2 separate regions of the Gossypium hirsutum genome follow, and region 2 is linked to region 1. A link is a contact called in public Hi-C data. All regions are on one chromosome and are shown on one strand. The core of a region is the stretch at or near the end of the contact, and the rest is flanking DNA. Distances in the headings are between cores, read along the strand shown.

Region 1 (6,126 bases), core at 1,771-4,270:
TTAGAAACGTAATATGTTGTCTTTGGACACTATATTGTTTTTGGGAATTGATTGGTGAAGAATTAGGGTCTGCTTCTATGATACTTGAAAATGGGGTATAAGACCAATAACTTAGGCAAGTTTTTAAATATCTCTTAACAAGGTGACATGTAGGATTTGATTTATGATTAATGACATAATTAATACCGTAGAAAAATAAACAATCAATTTGGCAATGTTGACTTTAATTGGATAGTTCCCTACGAAATTAGTGGTCAAGCACAAGTATTGGAAAAACTCTTTCCATGTTGGGTGCTTTGATGGCTTTAGCAATTATGAGGATGGCCTCGATTTTTTTAGATGTTAAATAACTTTGTTTTAATTTAGATTGTTGAAACAAGATTTATTGATGATTATTACATATGGGGACATGATTATTACATTCTAAGCAATACTAGCATTTCAAGGGTTAGTATTTGTTATCATTTAAATACACAAGAGGAGGAGAATTGATGTTTAAAGAATAAATAAAATAAAGCTAAAAAATATTGCACAAAAATTTTAGAGTGGTTTGGTCTTAATTGCCTACATCCATTTCCTTAGCTTTCGGCAGCTATAGGTTTTCCCCCAATCCACTAATTGTTACATTTCTAGGGACAATGTATAATATTAATAATTCTCTATCTTTTAACTTAGTAAATAGAACCACTATTTTCTTAAGGTTTTTTACCCAAAACCTTAAGCCCTTTTCAAACAAGAGAAATAAGAATATGAAGAAATTAAAACATCTCAAAGGTGGATAGACAATAATTCAGCTATCTCAAATACAATAAAATACTTGTAAAATGAAAAAAAATTAACAAAAGAGTGTAACAAATGAAAGATGAGACTTTTGCACTTTAATTGTTGAAACTTTAAAAACAATATTTTCATTTGAGTGTTTTTGGATCTTATTTATAGATGTAGCCATCCGAGGTTGTTGGAAGGAGTTTCTAGTCGTTGAGAGTATTAAATTCGTATATTAATGACAACTTGCAAGTCGTAGTGTTGATACCTTGAAGAAAAATAGTTGCTACAAATGTATGGGTATTGATACCTACTATTCTTTTGACATGTATGATGGTATTTAAAAAAATTATTCGTATATCAATACCACATTAGCATATATTGATATTTAATGAACATGTATCATTACCATACTATTTTAGATAATGTTATGACTACTTACTTTCCATGTACAGGTACCTTCCATGCCAGGTATCATAGGTATCGATACTTAGCTGCTAGGTATTGATAACTTGTTACAAGGTATCAATATACAATATCCCTCTAGAAAGTGTTGTGAGACATTGTTTAAGGGGTATTGATACTTAGCCTAAAAATTGTTTAGAAAAGGCTTAGAAACATGTATGAAAAGTCTTCGGAGTACTCAAAAACATTTGTAAAAGTTCAAGGAATTTTGGAAGTTTGTTTTTGAGTTTTTGATACATGCACAGATGTGGTGAAATTTATTAAATTTCATTTATCGAAGCTATCAATTTTCAAGTTTGAAAAATCAGCCAACTTGCGGCGACTTTTTGGATGGGGTCCAGGCATTTCTGGGTTGACATGTCTCATATCATTTGAAAATCTATCTCTTAGCTTCGCAATGCACTTTGAATCACTCATTTTAAAGTTCAGGAGCTTAAGTTATGATCGTTTAAGTGAAAATTACATGAGCAGGATTTCTAAACGGGATTATTATGGAAATTACGAGTTTCAGGCTTTTAATTCGAGTTTAAATCATATTGAATTCGATTTTTAGGCTTAATTTTTATTATATATGAGTCCAATATTGTATTTATTAGATTTTATTATTTATTTATTCTGAATTTTGGATATTGTTTAAGTATTTTAAGTTGTTTAGGAATTTGATGTTTCCTAATCAAAAAGAAAGTTTAGTTTAGAATGACTTATTGTTTAGATTAATTAGAGTTTCATTATAGGAATTTTGGATATTGTTTAAGTATTCTTTCTTGTGATTTTCAAAAGTAATTTTCTTATTGATTTTCTGCAATGAGTCATGAGAATTCATTTTTCATCCTTCAATTTGTCAAGGATTATTTCTTGGAGGGTTGATTAGAGCCGTTAATTGAGTTTGTTGGGATTTATATCGCAAATGATTCAATTAGACATTTATCCATCTATCCATCATATCTATTAGTTTATTCATTTCATCTTTCACTTTATTTTTTTTTCTTCTAATTTTCGTTTATTTATTTATTATTTTTATTGTTTGTTTGTTCTTAAATTTCTTTGTTTTTTAGTGTTTTCGTTCTTTTTATTTCTAAATTTGTTTATATCTTTTTTTACATGTCAGATCTGAATACCTCTTTCTCGAGTTGAACAACTTGAATACGATCCTTCTTCTGCTTTATTTCTCAATAATTTTATAATACTTGAAAATATTTTATAAATAATCAATTGAATTTTTGCAAATTTGATTTGTTATATTAAAACATTTGAAAGTAAAAACTAACAATTTCCCTTTTGGATATAACAAAACCTTGGAAAAATAATTGCTTTGGAAACTCCCCTAAATCAAATGTAATTTTCAAGTGATACTTCCACTATTTACAAATCACTTTTAGATAGTTAGGCACAAGTTTACAAACGTATACCAATAAGACAAGAAGGTTAGGAGCGAGGAATAGTACATGGTTGGCGCAAAAGACTAGCTTTAAGTTAGGTGGATATACAATGCTTTCAGCTTGGGTAGAATTTTGCATTTCCACAACCTTTCCCACTCCAACGCGATGCCTTTATATGGAAAGCAAGGGAAATTGGAGAATTTTGTGATTTGGTTGAGATAAAATAAAAATGGGGGTGAAAGATAAAAGCTAAATAATTTGTGTTTTGGAATATACGATTGCGCTAAACTTCTTTACCTGATTAAGAAGCCTTATAATATAAAAATTAATATAATCCAATCGAAACTCCACTGCAAAAATGAAGTAAATTGTGTATATCAAGAACAGAGTTTGGGTCTAAGTTATAAATTTTGTAATGGGCTACACACATACATATGGGCCAATTTTAAAAGATTAAAATTTGTTGAATGACGTTTACGTATTATAAAATTTGAATTTGAAAACTTAACATTTATATAATTTTTACTACTACAATTATTCGAAATTTTTTAATCGAATAATACGTATATTCAAATTCGAACCGAAACTTTCTTAATTATTACAATAATCATGCTAATTAAATCAAAGATGAAAAGAGAGAGCCAGAATTCTAAATCATTAAAACAGGTATAATAACATGCAAAAAAATTTCACCTGACATGTATTATTTTTCCATACCTAATATTGCCACCCAACTATTTTACCTATGTTTTCTCTTTTTTTTTCATTATTCATTTGTAAATTTTTTGGGCTAGTTCTGGTTTTAGTCCCTATACTATGTTAAAATTAAATTTTTAATCTCTCTATTTTAATTTAACATGATTTGATCCTTCTTTTTCATAATGTTAGTAGTATGTCCAATTAACTTAGTTACTTGTTGCCATTAAAGTGGTGAAATAAAATTCACATGAAAATCTAATAAACTTTTCAATCAATAACTACATGTTAATCAAATGTTTAAGGTTGTTTTAAACAGAGGCAAATTTAGGGGGTGGCAAGGCCCTGATCCCCTTAAATTTTGTAAAATTTCTTTTAAAACTTTTTAAGTTTTAGAATTTTTTTATTTTAATATTATAATTAGTGTTTAAAAGATAATGAATTTACGTTCCCCAAAGTTTTTCAAATTTTTTTTAAATTTGATTTATTTTATAGAATTTATAATTTTTTATGATAAATTTAGTAACATTTTTAGTTTAATTTGGTAAACTAGTACAAAGTAGTATCTAAATATTAATTTCGTAAAAATCAAGTTTAATAATTGCAATATCTAGGTATAAATGGTATCTAAATATTAATTAGGTAAAAAAATAAACTTAAATAATTATAATATCTAATACAGATTGAGCATTTAACTCGTTTTATTTTTCTTAAATTTTGAGAATCAAAATTTTTCCGAATTTAAAAGCACCTTGTTAAAAGTAGGCCCTACCCATACCTTTAACATGTATATTTTATAAAAGGGTAAACTACAAAAATAGTCACTTATATATGGTTTATATTACGTTTTGGTTATTAAACTTTAATTTATTATGTTTTAGTTACTAACATTATCAATTTGTAATATTTTAGTCACTATGATGTTACCTAGCGTTAAAGGTGTTATGAAAATGACACGACCTATTAAATGCTGACATGGAAGGCACCACATAATTTAAAACTTTTTTTTTTTTACTTTTTAACCTCTTTGTTTTTCCTTCTTTATTTTTTTCCTGTTCTTTTCCTTTCTTCTCATTCCTCTTTGGCCTTTCTCTATTTTTTTTCTCATTCATTTCTTTTTCCTTCTTTTTTCTTTAACCAGACCTTCAAAGCCATGAATCTTCACCACACCTCCAAATTTTGATTTGTTTTACTAGCAAAAAGAACACGGCATATATGGTGAATCCATCAACAAAATTTTGTAACTTATGATGAAAGACCAAATATCTTTATTGCTTTCCAAGAGGACATGATTGGTGTAGCTAAGCCTAGGGCCATCATTAATTAAAATGGACTTGGACCGCTCCTATGTACCAAAAAAACCAACATAGGTCTCCTTACACATCATGGAATTGGTGAAAAAAATGCTAAGAAAAATGCCAAGTTGAGAAGGTTTTGCAATAATGCACTAAAAATGTGTTTAGCTATAGTTAAGAGTAGTCAACAACAAATATGAAGGGATTGCTAATAAGAAATTTAAGGAGTTTAAGTAGAATTAAAAGATTAAATATTATCTATATTCATGTTTTAACAATGGATTTCACCATCCTCATACTACCCAAAACCTAAACCCTGAAATCCATTATTAAGGTATAAGCATGGTTGAGCTAACTGAAGCTTTGTGTAGTTACTTTAGTTTGTTAGTAGGTTGTTTGTAGTTTGGTGATTCTGTTAGTAGTTAGGTAATACAGTTAAGCAATCTGTTAGGTGTTAGTTAAGTCAGTAAGTTGTTGTAATGAGTTCATTTCAGTTAGTTTATCAGTTGAGAATCGGTTAGGCTTGACTGTTGGTACTAAATCTCTTAGTTTGTTCATTAGCTAAACTTGTATAAATGAGATAGCTCGGTCCTTTGGATTATTAGAGGTAATGAAATAAAAAAAGTAGACCATTTCTTTTTTTTTTCTCTCTTCTTTTTCGTTTTTGCGTTGATTCAAACATGGTACCAGAGCCAATGGTTTTTTTGGTTGTGTGAAGTGCATATTGTTGATATCAGGTTGTAAAAGAAGTTCTTATTGTGCATTCCAGTGTTGATCTTCATGGCTCCAGAAAGTGGTATCTAAAAATGATGGTAATCAATATCATTTTTCTTTAAATGCTGTTGAACAGGTAAATTCTCACAATTTAGAACCAATGTCAATCGTGTGTGGAGTAGCCAGAAGAGTTCAACAGTTTTCAAAACATGAGACTGTTAAACTTAGTGAGAGTAATTTCCTTATTTGGAAACATCAGATCATGCTCATTCTTAAAATGTATGGTTTGCAAGACTATGTATTAGGACTTGTTACTGTTCCTTAGCTTATAGTTGATGCAGATGGTAACTTGGTTGACAATTCCAGATTTTTATTGCATAAACAACAAGATAATTTGTTGGCATTATTATTGCTATCTACTGTGTGTGATGATGTATTAGTATATCTAACTAGTGCTAATACCTGTTTTGATGTGTGGACAACCATCGAGTCTAAGGCATATGTTGATTCTAAAAAAAAGTCAGTTGACTATTAAAGCATACTTATCTAAGATCAAGGGTATGTGTGATGTTTTGTTTGCAGCTAGAAGTGTTATTTCTTATCACTAACAAGTGAGCATCATTCTTATAGGCTCCCAATTGAGTATGAGTCAGTTCGAGTAGTGGCTTCAACAACTAATGTTACTCTTGAACTTCTTGCTAAAATGTTAATTATTTGTGAATCAAGGTAGCTTGAATTTGTAGCTAGTCTCCCTATATAAGCTAATATGTTCTAGCAACAGAAATATGGTGAAATGGATAAGTCCAAGAGTA
Region 2 (5,732 bases), core at 845-3,344, 60 kb after region 1:
ACATTACAACGAAGCACACATAAAAAGATAGAACTCATAGAGATGAATGAAAAATAAACCGTTAGAAGTCGAAACTTGTTGGTAAATCTACCTATCAGTCAGTGTTCCATTCTCAACATTTGGGGTGATACTGCCAAGTGACCTCTGCCCTTGCTTATGGATGCCATTTAGGATCTCATATACTCTATTAACCTTTTCATCTGAAGTCGCTTTCTCATTCCAAGAGCTTAATTCTGATTCCTCAGAATCACGGCAAACAACCTCATCTAATTTGATACTCGACATGTCACTGACCTGCATATGAGAAAAAAGAAACATGAGATTTGGAACTATCAGCTCCAAATTGCCATTGCCAAAACTTCAAATGAGAACTTGCCAAGGAAGTGAGAATTCTAATTTCTAAAGCATGAAAACAAGCTAGTAGACAACTTCAATGAAGCAATAATGCCACGTAGAAGCTTTCGAAGCAAATTATATTGTTATCTCTATCCATATTCAGATTCATAAGTAGTGAATTTGAGAAACAAGAAGTTGCCCTGCTTTTGTCACTCTAATTTTGACCATCCCAAAAAAAGAAAAAAATTTACCACTAAGGGAAATTTAAAGCAATATAGTCAATTCAATTGAAAACCCTTGTCAGCAATGCCAAGATTTTATCAAACATTTGGCAAACATAAAAACAAAATTCAAAAAATTTAAACATAACCCAAGAATTTGAAGAAGTTACCAATTTGATTGGTTCCCTTCAAGCTTCAAATTCAGTAACCTCCCACCCTGAAAGGTTATAGAGGGGGAAAAATGAAAGGATGAGAGTCCAATCAAAGGCGTTGGAAATGAAAGAGGAAACTGAACCGACAGAGGCAAAGGAACATGCAAAAGACGTGAAAACTGAATGTGAAAAACTCTTTTGAAATGGCACGCAAAGGGGAAGAAAAATGAGAGATCCAAAAGTATGGAGAAAGACAAGTTTGAAGTATAAAACTTTAAATGCGTAGTGGAATGAGCGTGAAAAAAGCGAAATGGAGAGCGAGATTCCAGGCAAGTAAGGGAATTTGAATAATGGATCTTGGAGCAACTCCCGAGGTTGCCACAAAGTCACATGTTGTCTGAATTTCGCCATTGTAAACTGAACAAGCAACTCAGTCCTCCTTTTTCCGATTATGGATTTATTTGTATTTTAATTCAAGGGTTGAAGGGTGACAGGCACATGGATTCCCCTCTTTTGATGAGTTTCCAGCGGAATATATGCCTTTCTTTTTGGTACGAAAATGGAGGACTCTAAAGCCCATCAACAAACTAATTTGAGCTTTAATGCTTCATCTTTTTGCCCCGAAGAAAAAAAGCCCTAAACTTGGAGTAGCGATGTTATAGCATTGGACGCCCAAAGTGATGAGATTCATTCATAAAAAAACAAGTTACCAACCAATACAAAGCCCATGAGTTGAGCCCAACTAAACAAATAGGTTCTCAAAGAACCTTAGTAGAACGCTTCTGTCATGCATGGGGAAGAGAGGAAAAATGCTCCGAGAAACAAAGGTTACTGTAATTGGGCATGCCTCTAGTGGAAGCAATGCCACTGTGAAACCTTAAAAAAGACGTTGACAACCACCACAGGATCGACAAGGACACCAAATGGAGGAGAAGCCAAAGCCAAGCACTGGCAACACAACCACCACAAGCAGATCTTGTGCAATGACACCGTGACAGCTGGTCATAATCGATGAGACTTCAAAAAAGTGCCAAAGAAGAAGCAAAGTTTGTCAAAGGCAAGGCCTTACCAAAGACAAGAGGGATAAACAACCAAACATGGGAGAACCTATGGAGCAAATAGACAACAACCTCTCACCAACGATCACAAACCGTTAGAAAGGAGGCTAGATCTTGAAATCATTATGCTGAATGACATAAATAAAAAAAAAGAAAAAAATTGAAATAAAAATGTGAGTGGTGCCAAACCCGGAGGTTGAGTGGTTGCTCATAGGAAGCTAAAAAACCAAAGAAAACTTAGGAGTGAAGGACCTCATAAAGAGAGGGGAGAAGAAAAATTTAGAGATAAGTGTAATGTTATAAAAGATTTTTATTTTTGTGTAGTTTTTTTTTACAAGAAATATTGATTTGATTTAGTTTTTTAACAAAAAAGAAATCTGTTTCCATTAATTAAAGGCAAGGAAAGATGGTGTCGGTTTAATGCACCAACCCACTAAACCATAAGACAAATAAAGAACCCTCAGGCCCCTCAATACATTGTCCAAGATTTGAAAAGGCAACCAACAGATAAGGAAAGGTTACCATCTGAAAAAAAAAAAACACAAAACTCTTTCCTTGCTTTCCTCCTAAACCGATGAAAACCAGTCAAAAACCTCTCTCCAATCCAAGTTTTAAAATTCTAGTGTGTGAACAAACCGTTGATATCAAAAGAGAGAGAAGTGCTTTAGGAACCAGTTGGAGGTAAAAGATTAGAAAATCTCCAAATTCCAAAGCAGTCAGGTGCAGATTAATTCTGATGAAACCATTGTTGCAAGTCTCTTTTGGCTGCCCGTTCCACCATAAATGACGCTTTCTCTATCCAGTACGGCTAGATCGAGAATCGACAACCTTCTCCAGCCAGTGCGTGAGCAATGATGTTGGCTTGTCTTCCAGCAAAACAAAAGGTGACTTTTGCAAATATCCCCAATTTTGCCTTAATATCTTGAACAATCGGGCTAATGATAGACTTGTCTAATGTAGGAGAATTCAATTTCCCAGTGACAGTAAGTGAATTGCCCTCCATCTGTACTGATCAAAATCCTAACTCAGCCGCAAAGATGATGGCCTACTCATACGCCCGTGCTTCGGCAATGAAGGCATCAGTAACACCATGGTGGGGGTAAGTACATGCAACCATAATAAGACCTGAAGAATTTATAGCCAGTACTCTTGAGATAGAAGTTTTTGTATTAGGGCTAAAAGATGCATCAAAATTAAGTTTAATACTGTCAGAACCTGGTGGTACACATTTCTCCTGTTTAGGTAAAAAAACTGATGGATTTAGTTCACCCAGAGCCTCTAGCTCTACTAGGTGTGCCTTAATAAACACTGTCAAACCCTGCACTAATTATCTAACACCTTCATGAGCAAGCTTATTTCATGCATGCCAAACCAAATTGCCCAGTAAGATATCACCAATAACTTCTCTAATCTTGTGTTAGGTTGCATGAAAACCTCTGCTAACCATGTTTTATAATCTGAATTATGTGAGGTAAGGATAGTCGTAACATTCAATGAGTCTAGAACTTTCTTGGAAACAGAGCAATGTCGTAACAAATGGTCAATAGATTCTTCAGCTGAATTGCACAAGGGACAGACATTTTTAACTTGTAGTTTTCTGCGTTGTAAATTATCAAAAGTTGGTTGATAATTTTTTGCGAATCTCTATACTTCAATCTTGATTTTTGTTCAGAGCTGTAGTGCCCACAAATTAATGTAGAATGTTGTAACTAAATTAGGCATGGCTGTAGAACGTAGACCCTTGTTTTGTAACTCTTCGTCTAGCAGAAGCCTGTAACCACTCTTAGAAGAATATTCACCAAAACCTTCATGTCTCCACACCAATTTGTCTATTGGCTTTGATTGGGCAAGTGGAGTACATAGGATTCTCTCTACATGGTCTTCATAAAAAAAGAGTCTCACTCTTTCTTCTACCCAGGTATTGGAATTATGATTAATTAATTTTGATACTTTTGTGTACCTGATATCTATGTTCTGAACCTGTATTCTTTCATTTCCAGGTCCAGGGATTCAAGAATCATTCCAGATATTTATATTCTCACTTATGCCAATTCTCCAACCGACTCCCTTTTTGATTAAACCCCGAGCACTCAAAATACTTCTCTAGGTAAATGATGGGTAAGCACTTAACTGAACATTCATAAATTCTAAATCCAGGTAATACCTGACTTTCATTACTTGTGCCAACAAACTCAATGGATTAGATAAAATACGCTAACATTGTTTGGCTAGCAAAGCATCGTTAAACTTAGTCAAATCACGAAAACTTAATCCTCCACAAACTTTCGGTAAATAGAGTGAATGCCATGTACTCCAATGAATACCATTAGATGATTTGTTGTTTCCCCACCAAAATTTGTTGAGAATGTTTTCCAGTTTACTACACATAATTTTAGGTAGAAGAAAACATTGCATTGTATATAGAGGTATAGCTTGTAGTATCGCCTTAATAAACACCTCTTTGCTACCCATAGATAGATATCTTATACTACAACATTCAACTTTCTTGCTAAATCGATTCAGATAATGGTGAAAGGCCTCTTTCTTACGTCTGCCAACCATCGTAGGTAAACCTAGGTATTTCTCCGGATTAGTCGACACTTATACTCCCGAAACACCACCTATGAGGTCCCTAATTGAACTTTCCATATTCAAACTGACATAAATTAGGGATTTATCATAGTTAACCTTTTGGCCAAAAGCATTTTCGTACTCTGTAATAATTTGTCGTATTATCTTTGCACCAATAATTGAAGCATCTCTGAACAGTATGCAATCATTCGCAAAAAACAGATGGTTGATTGCCAACCTTCCTATTCCAATCCAAGCCTTTTTTATCAAACCAGATCTACTAGCCTCATTTAGGGCTGTAAATGAACCGAGCTTGAATGAAAAACCTTTGTCCATGTTCGTTTGTTTATTTTTAAGCTTGTTCGTGTTCAGTTTGTGTTCTTTAAGAATTTCAAATTTTTGTTCATGTTCATTTATTTAAAATTATGTATGTTCATGTTCGTTTGTTTAATGTTCACAAACATGTTCATTTAACTTAATTGAACATGTTCACGAGCAATGTTAATAAATAATAAACAAACAAACAATAAATACATACACACACATATATTATTTAGATATAAAATAGTCAAATATAAATATTAATAATTATATTATAAATGAAAAAAATACAAACCAAGATAATTTTATTAATATATACTAATAGAACAATAAACGAGTTTTAAGATAATTTTATTAATATATGCTAATGGAATTTTTATAAGAAAATCATTAATAAATAAATGAGTCAATAAACGAGCTTGTTCGTGAACATAAACGAATCGAACATACATCTATTTGTGTTTGTTTGTTTATTAAACGAACATAAAAATTTTGTTCATGCTCGTTTATTTAGCTTAATAAACGAACATTATACGAACGGTTCACGAACAGTTCATCAAACGTTCTGTTCATTTACACCCCTAGCCTCATTAAGAATGGTAGAAAAGCCCTCAACATGCAATATAAATAAATAGGGATTATGTGGGTCCTTTTGTCGTAGCCTCTTGAAAGGTAGGAACTTGTCACTGACTTCTTCATTAATGATCATCAAAAATGGGAAATATCAACCGAGTCCAAACATTGCCGAAGAACTGAAAAAATTTCCAGATAGCAATCTTTCTCAGAAACAAGTTCAGTAATTTCTTGGAATTGTTAATTATCTCAGGGATTTTATTCCCAAGATAGCAAAATTAACAAATTTTTTAAGGAAGATGCTAAAGAAAGATTCACCGCCCTGGAAGTCCAAACAGATAAAAGCCATTAGACAATTGAAAGAAAAGGCAGCCCACCTGCCACCATTACAAATTCCTTCCAATGAGAAACGAATTTTGCAAACAGACGCAAGTGATAAATACTAGGGAGCAATTCTCTTTGAAGAAGACAATGGAAAAAGAAGACTTTGTGGATATAAA

What was found. Hi-C and Micro-C count contacts between places; a contact is called where the count stands out from the background.
Region 2: a Hi-C map of leaf shows a contact between it and region 1, with 6 times the contacts expected there. The contact joins the promoter of LOC107928739 here to the enhancer-like site in region 1. A contact is called at or near these places in 15 of 34 Hi-C or Micro-C datasets (anther, callus, cotyledon and 3 more).

What each region holds. Positions count from the first base shown.
Region 1 is chrD03:45,120,116-45,126,241 of Gossypium_hirsutum_v2.1, forward strand. No RefSeq gene overlaps it. Among protein-coding and RNA genes, the nearest start is that of LOC107928765, 27 kb to the left of the region's middle. Within about 2 kb of position 3,021, at least 3 of the 9 cell types and tissues checked have an H3K27ac peak or open chromatin away from gene starts, as enhancers often do. A contact at or near this core is called in leaf, where this site is marked.
Region 2 is chrD03:45,181,489-45,187,220 of Gossypium_hirsutum_v2.1, forward strand. LOC107928739 (GDP-mannose transporter GONST2) reads right to left here and starts at 2,095. Exons shown (of 10, transcript XM_016859995.2): 1 at 728-2,095; 2 at 92-294. The coding sequence starts at 285.